2 separate regions of the Anser cygnoides genome follow, and region 2 is linked to region 1. A link is a contact called in public Hi-C data. All regions are on one chromosome and are shown on one strand. Each heading gives the region's core, a stretch centred on a gene start, on an enhancer-like site or on the middle of the called end of the contact. The rest is flanking DNA. Distances are from core to core; before and after follow the strand shown. Region 1 holds the start of TEKT4 (tektin 4). Region 2 holds the start of B9D1 (B9 domain containing 1).

The links. A called contact is a pair of places that touch in the nucleus more often than the background predicts.
Region 2: a contact with region 1 is called in a Hi-C map of granulosa cells, with 2.5 times the contacts expected there. The contact joins the promoter of B9D1 here to the promoter of TEKT4 in region 1. A contact is called at or near these places in 2 of 7 Hi-C or Micro-C datasets (granulosa cells and liver).

Annotation. Positions count from the first base shown.
Region 1 is chr15:2,419,712-2,423,451 of Taihu_goose_T2T_genome, reverse strand. It overlaps TEKT4 (tektin 4), which reads left to right and starts at 1,632. Exons shown (of 6, transcript XM_013175036.3): 1 at 1,632-2,727. The coding sequence starts at 1,801.
Region 2 is chr15:2,773,624-2,777,363 of Taihu_goose_T2T_genome, reverse strand. It overlaps B9D1 (B9 domain containing 1), which reads right to left and starts at 2,153. Exons shown (of 7, transcript XM_048066414.2): 1 at 2,001-2,153; 2 at 1,790-1,858; 3 at 1,576-1,687; 4 at 1,395-1,491; 5 at 857-919. The coding sequence starts at 2,105.

The sequences.
Region 1 (3,740 bases), core at 383-2,882:
CAAAAAGCTCATAGGCACCTGACATAAACAGGAGCATTTGATATGGGAAGGGGAACTAGTTTCTGTAAAAAGGATTTCAGCCAAGAGAAATCTTAATCTATTGCATGTCAAAAGATTTGAGCTGGAAAACATTTGTGTTTTTTTCTTCCAGTATGTTTTGTCATCATGTACTCTGGGAACATCTTGGATGGCTGTTAATAATTTATATAGTACAGTGGCATACTAAATTACTTGGCTGTTGGAAGAGCTTTGAAATACAGGGTCCCTGGGTCTGCCCTGGATAATGAAGGGAACTCCTGAATCTGCCAGGTGCCAATAGGTTTTGCTTTTATTTCTTGCAGCGATGTGATGTACAGCCTGTTAAGACGAGATGCATCTGTGAACACTTGAAAGCAGGCTTGGACTGACTAATACAAAGCAAAACAAAACAAAAAACAGCCTGATGACAAAACTCTCCAAAATCTGTTCCTTGGAAGCAATGTCCAGTTGGGATAACAACAATAAAGCTGCTCATTGAAGTAATAGTTGCATTGGATCAGGAAGAATTTACATATTTTTCGTGCATTGTTTCCCTCTTGGAGAAGACTATTAATTTATTAGTCACATTTAGGACCAGGGACTCAGCCCGGTCTGCTGCTATGTTTGCAACCTCAGACACATCCCATCGTGGCCCTAACGGACCGTTCTGCAAAACTGCCTGGGTGATACTGACTGGGCTGTGGTAAGATGCCACTAATAAAGGCCCTTTTTTGACCCCCTACCCCAAGAGAAAATGCTATATTAATAGCAAATCTTTGCTGCCCTTATTTTCAAAAATGTATTTTCCATACCAAGAACTTTCACTCTGAATAGCTCAGCTGGGCTTTTCCTGTACACTTACTGTACTTTAAAAATGCAAACTTTGCATAGATCACCATGCTGAGAAGGCCACAAGCAGAGGAAAGATGCAAGCTGGGGGCAACTTAAGGAAGGGAACAGATGGGACAGTTAGAGGAAAGATGCTTGGAAAAAAAGAAAAAAAAAAAAAAAGAAAGAAAGAGAAATGAAGTCCAAAGGGAAAGCAAAGGGTGCAGTGACTTCAGCAGTGCAAAAAGCTCATCCAGTGGTGCTGGTTAATGAAAGGGAAGAGGCAGGATTTCTCACTTCTGCTGGGATTCAGTCTCCTTTTTCAACATTGCCCCTGTGGAATGGAAGTTTTGCTGGGGCCATGCTGCCAGCCGCGGCAGAATGCATCTTTCGAACGCAACCACTCTGTCAGCAGCAACCTGTTGATCTCTCCAAGGAGTGCAAGGCCCTGTAGGAAGACTGACCATTGACTTTTTGTGGGTTTACAGCGAACTGATTTAAAGCAAAATATTTTAAGCAGCAGTTTGGGTGGCACCTCCCAGCAGCCGGGGCGCACACCTGGGCACAGGCCGGGCACCGCTCCCTCAGCACCGGGCATGGTGCTGTGGTGCTGCACGGCACCGGGCGGGCGACAGAGCACATGGCTTCATCTTCCTTTCTATTTTCTACTTAAAAAGGACTGTGAAGAGAGATTGCCGCAGCGCAAGGACGAGAGTGCCCTCTGTTGTCCCCGTGCTCGCAGCACCCACCGCCGCGCTCCGAGCCCTGCCTCACCTTCCAGCCCAGCAATGGCGACCCCCAAAAAATAATCTAAAAGCCCAGCCCACGCTGTCGGTGTCCCCTCAGGTGCCAGGTAAGGGGGCGCGGCACCAGCCGGCTGCCACAGGCACACGCAGCGGCCTGGGGGCCGACGTTTGGGACGGGCCCTGTCAGGATCCTCCCCGTTCCCAGACAATGAAGGGCAAGTGCGATCGCGGGGGGGAAAGGGAAGTCGCGGAGCACAAGGAAGAGGCAAAACGCAGTGCAGAATTCTCTCTTTATTCCCACCCGCGCACTCGCACGGGGGGGTCACAACGGTTACAGTGCGAGGGCAACCCGCCCGGCCCCGCCATGACAGGCCCCGCCATGACACCGCCAGCCCGCCGCGCCCCCCGCTCCCTCCCCATTGGCTCTCTCCGTCGCCACGGCAACACCGACTCCACCTCGGGGCGTGCTGGCGTTCTGATTGGTGACTGCCGTTGCCGCCTTCCCTTCTCCTCGGGGAAGGTTCCGGTTGCTCATTGGCTGCTGCCGTTGCCTAGGCGACGGCGGGACGCGGCACGGCCTAGCGCAGCCATGGCGGGGTCCGAGGCGCCCGGCCGGGCCCTGCTGACCGCCGAGCCCCCGCCGCCGCCCGTGCCCGCCTCCGCGCTGCCCCCCAGGGTGTTCGAGGCGGCGCTGAAAACCGGGCCCGACTCCTCCAGCGGCCTGGCCACGGCCGGCTTCCGCACTGCCAAGTACCTGCCCCCCGAGTGGCACCAGAGCAACTACGCCCAGTACCACCGGGCCTTCGCCAGCTGCCAGGAGGCCGAGCGCAACCGGGACGAGGCCAAGGAGCTGTGCCAGCGCACCGCTGCCGCCGCTCAGCGCGCCCAGCAGGACTCCACGGCCGCCCTAGGCCAGCGCCTGCAGGACATTCACTTCTGGAAGGGCGAGCTCCAGAAGGAGATCGAGGACCTGGACGCGGAGACCGGCCTGCTGGCAGCCCAGAAGGTGCGGCTGGAAAGGGCGCTCGACGCCACCGAGGTGCCCTACGGCATTGCCACCGATAACCTGCAGTGTCGGGAGCGCAGGCAGCCCCCGGACCTGGTCTGTGATGAGGTGGAGAGGGAGCTGCTGAAGGTGAGCGGGGCGTTAGGATGGGCAGGGCTGTTGGCAGCCCTCTCACAGTGCTGCCCCTGCCTCTAAAATGCTGAGCAGTTTGGTCAGCAGGTGATAACTGCAGCGTGAAGGTACCTTCTGGCAGGACGCAGAGGTTTGTTTCCCCTTCCTGGGAGCCTGGACTCTGTCTGCCAATCCTAAATGTAGGAGGGATTATTTCAAATCCTTCCTGTGTTTAAAAAATGTTTAAAGTCACATGAGTCCAACCAGAGGAGACCAGATCCCCCCTCTCAGACCAGATCCATACAAAATCAAAACAGAGGTTTCCTGTACCAAGCTGAGCATCCTATTCTGTCATTAAACTTCTTCCAGGCTCTGCTTGGATTAAAGTCCTCTCATCTCTGCAGGTTACACTTTAAAAATGCAGTACCCCGCAAGCAGACTATGTAGGGCACACGAACCTATGGTTAACGACTATTCAGGACAAGTGAAATGCTGCTTGCCTGCTTCCATGCTCAAGAGAGCAGTCTCTGCCTTTTACCTTTACTACCAGTTCTGACACTGTAGTCTTGCCAAGGTTCTCAACAAGGTGATCTGACACGGCACGGTTGTGTCTCAGCACAAACCATCATTTTGATTGTACGGCAGGGCAGCAGCACGGCTCTCTCCCATCAGTGCAATGTAGCCATGTGATACCTGCGGGAGATGACAGCTCCAGACACACGGGGGGCCCAGACAGATGGTATTTCTGACAGTGTGACTTCAACAAACCTGATGCTCTCCTGAAATTTGCTCGATCATTTTCCTCCCAAAGAGGACTCTACTCTAGCTGACACTTTGTTATCTGTCACTGCGATCCGGCGCAGCATGCAGATTGCCTTCAAAGCTGATGTAATTATTGTGGTTGCATTATGATACAGAGAACAGAGCCTGGGTCATCTTTCATTCTTGAATGATACATATCCTACTGTCCCACAAATAAATTAATGAACACTGGCCTGCAGCTTCCAATGTAATGGAAAGTTGGTTCATGA
Region 2 (3,740 bases), core at 904-3,403, 350 kb before region 1:
CATTACCCAAAGTAACAGAGAGGCTTGGATACTTTAAATACATCAGAAATGCACACAGTACAAAGGTATATAAACCAACGTGCAGATTCTATGAGGAGGGTATCGTAAGAGAAGAGATGGACATCAGCTGAATCCTGTCAGTGGGGCATAGATTCCCACACCAGCTCCGACCCAAACCAGGCTCAGCTGGTATGTGCAATCCACACCCGACAGTCAGCTCACAGGTCATTCAGACTGCACTCAAACAATACCATGGAAAGAAAAAACTCAACACCCTGAGTCACTATGCGTATACACCTACTTTGGAAGGGATGTGTGCTTGGAAACAAAACAAAGATTGCAGCAAAGGCGTTCTGGATAGAAGAGAGTAAAACAGAATTGTTTTTCCAGGTGCTGTCTTTGCTTTCTGGATTGTTCTTAATGTGGGTATCCTTCGAGAAAAGTCCTTAGCTATAGCACGACTTAAAGATGGACTGTAGCACACCTCCTTGGGTCCAATGACAACTAAAATACCCAGTAAAATTAGTCTAAGTAGAGCTTCTGCAAGTCACATCACTGACATAATCAGCCTGTGCAATAAAGAGCAGCCCCTCAGTACAAGAATTCAGGTCTGCTGTTAAAATTTGTTCTTTTTCAAACATGAAGAAGAAGAAAAGACAAAGTGTTACTGCAAGCAGAGAGTTAACACATTTAGAGAGAGCTCTTCAAAAAACCCAGACACCTGAGAATGGGTCTTTACCTTCAAAACCACGTGGTTGTGATAGAAAGTGCACACAGATACGCACCACTGAGTAGCTGGATAGACATTTGCAAGTAAGAGCAAGAACTTTAAAAATAAGACGTCTTTAATCATTACCTTGTAAACTTTTGCAGCCTAGATGTGGACTCTGGAACAAACATAGCAATGGTTCTCTTATGCCTAAAACAAACATGAGAGGTGCAGACCTTCAGAAATGAAGCAAACAGCACTGTCAAGTCTTATATTTGTACAGGCAGCAGAATTTCAGACACATCAGACCACTGAACACTTCAAAGTAAAACAGTACTTTTCCTTTCACAAAGAAAGTGTTTGCTTGCATAGAAAGAGCATAATTTCAAGTGGCAGGAATGAAAGCTTAGCGTATGCTGAGTGAGATGGGGAGAGAGTGATGAGAGCTAACACTGAACTTCACACTTCGGTGGTCTTCATGCCAGTTCTAACTTTAAGGAGTAACTTATGGGATTGCCAACAATAATAATAACCAGGGACTACTGCTAGAAAATCCGTGCCCTTTGTACCAAACGGACAAGACACGATAAGCAAATGTAGGGACGGTTTTGTCCCTGCATTAACATTGCAACTTGGAAATTAATCTCAGTTTTAGCCCTGAAAGATGGCAGGGCTGTCACCTCACCTTCCAGGCGTGAAGGGCACGTGAACGGCTCCATAACCTCTCACCACGTCGTTTCCAAAAAAATCAGGTCCGTAGACGCTCACGACAATCTGCGGCCCTGCCGAAGAAGCGGGGGTGAGCGAGGTGCCTTGTCTTCGAGCCTTCCCCCCCCCCCCCCCCCCCCCACTCCCCGGGCACTCACAGCCGGACGGGTTGGTGCTCTTGAAGGTAATTTCGATGGGGAAGTTCCAGACGAGCGTGGTGGGCGCGACGGCGCTCTTGGAGGTGATCTGGGAGATGCCCTCCTCCAGGCCCTGAGGGGGGAGAAAGCGACATGAGCGGGGGCCTGCCCCCCCCCCCCCCACACACGCGCGGCTGGCCAGGCAGCGCTTCAGGGACACGCAAGGGACCCTTACAGCAGTGGGAACCCAGTCCTGGCCGTAGACGAAGCAGAACTTGCAGTAGAGCTCGTCAAACCCGGGGAACTGCAGGGAGACGGGCGGCGTGAGCGGGCCGGGCCCACGGAGACCGAAGGCCGGGGCAAGGCCGCGCCGCCGGGGCTGGTGCCGAGGCCGGGCCGAGGTCGGAGCCGAAGCCGGGCCGCCCCCCGCCGCGGTCCCCGCTCACCTCCCCGCTCTCGATCTGCCCGTTGACGGCCACCAGGAAGACGGCGGGGCCGCCGCCGCCGCCCGCCGCCATGGCGCCCGCCTCGCTGCTAGGCCCCGTTGCCATGGGGACGGACGGAGCGGCGCAGGGGACAAAATGCCGCAGCGGGCGGCGCTTCGCGGGGCTGCGGGGGAGCGCCCGGGGTTACCAAAAAGCGGGCGAATCGCCCCAAAACGCCGGCAGTGCCGCTCCCCTCGTTCAGCACAGCGGGTTCTCCTCACCCCCCCGGCCGCTGGCCTGAGGGGCTGGGGCCGAGGCCCACGGGAACCTGCCTTCCACCGCCCATCTCCCCCCTTAATCCTCAAGCCACGTTGCGTTTTGAATTTTATACATTTTTGTTTTATAACGTTTGCATAAATCGCTCCTGGTGAGCTCTTTTTAAGGCATTCCCAGCCCGCGTGAGGGAGCGGGGCCTGCTCCCTGCAGCAGACGCCGAGGAAATGGCCACTAGATGCTGCTGCCGGCCGGGCTGCGGCGGCTGCGCCCGCAGGGAGCCCCAGGCCTGGGGTGGCCGGGGGGGAACATTTGGGATCGACAGGGACGGGGGCACCCGGCAGTTCTGGTGTCCCCACGGGGCCACAGTCACAGCTACACGGGGCCTGTCACAGGCCGTGAGGCGTCGAGTTTTAAGGCTTTGTAATTAGCGTCGTGTAATGGCGTATTTGTTTCCCCGGCCTGGCGGGAGCGAGCTGTGTCCCGATAAGCGCTGATACCTGGATGTGACTGCACATCCCATGGGAAGGCGAGGAAATGGGATTGCGCTGGGTTGATTAGCCCGCTCTAATTAAAAGGGGAGTGAATTCTGTGCGTCTTTTCAGAGCTGATGCTGCTGACCCGGCCGTGCTGCCTCCGTACAAAGGCCGTGAGACGATGGTGCCGGGAAGCTTTGCCACCGCCACAGCCGCTCACCCCTCGCCACCATGCTCCATCGCAGACACTGCTGCCCTGCCTGCGAGCTGTCCTGGGGCATTCAGTCAGCACTGGGCTCCGGGGAACGATGTGAGGAACGTGCAAAGCTCTGGCCGCCACCTGCTTGGCCTTCCCTTGCTGCCACAGCAAGGAGTCGGAGGCAGCCTCAGTCCCTGGCCTCCTCCATCAGCTCCATTTTGCCTCCTTTTTGGCAGCCGCCTTGCGGAGGCTCGCGTTGCTGGCCTGGCTCTCTGCAGTGCCACACTGTGGACTGTTTGTTTCGGGTGTTTTTCCTGAGGGTAAAGGGCATCCCGAGATACTGCCCCTTGCCTTGTGAGGGGTGCTGTGCGTGTTTGGACTGGACTGAGAATAAACTATCGCTACTGTCTGTGTCTGAAAAATGCCTTTCATGTTCTGATATATTTTCTGCCAATATTTATTTCAATTAGATTTGTCGAGTTTTCTTTGAGTTTACTTTTTTTCTTTTTTAAACATTCAGCAAACAAAACTTGGCCAACAGGGGAATGGGAGACAGGCAGGAGGGATGGGAGGGAATGACTGAAATTTTATCCTTTCTCCCCTGCCCCTCGGAAATGCTTCAGAGTAAATCATATGTTTCAACCGAAAATTATCAGGGGAAAAATAAAACTGCTCTCAAACAACTGTCCTTTGCAGCTAGCAAGGCCATTTAATTAACACTTTTTTTTTCTTTATTTCTATTTTTTTTTTTTTTCATGCCTAGCAAGTGATATACAGCTGCTGGAGGAGTTAATACCAGCACCGAGAGATTTT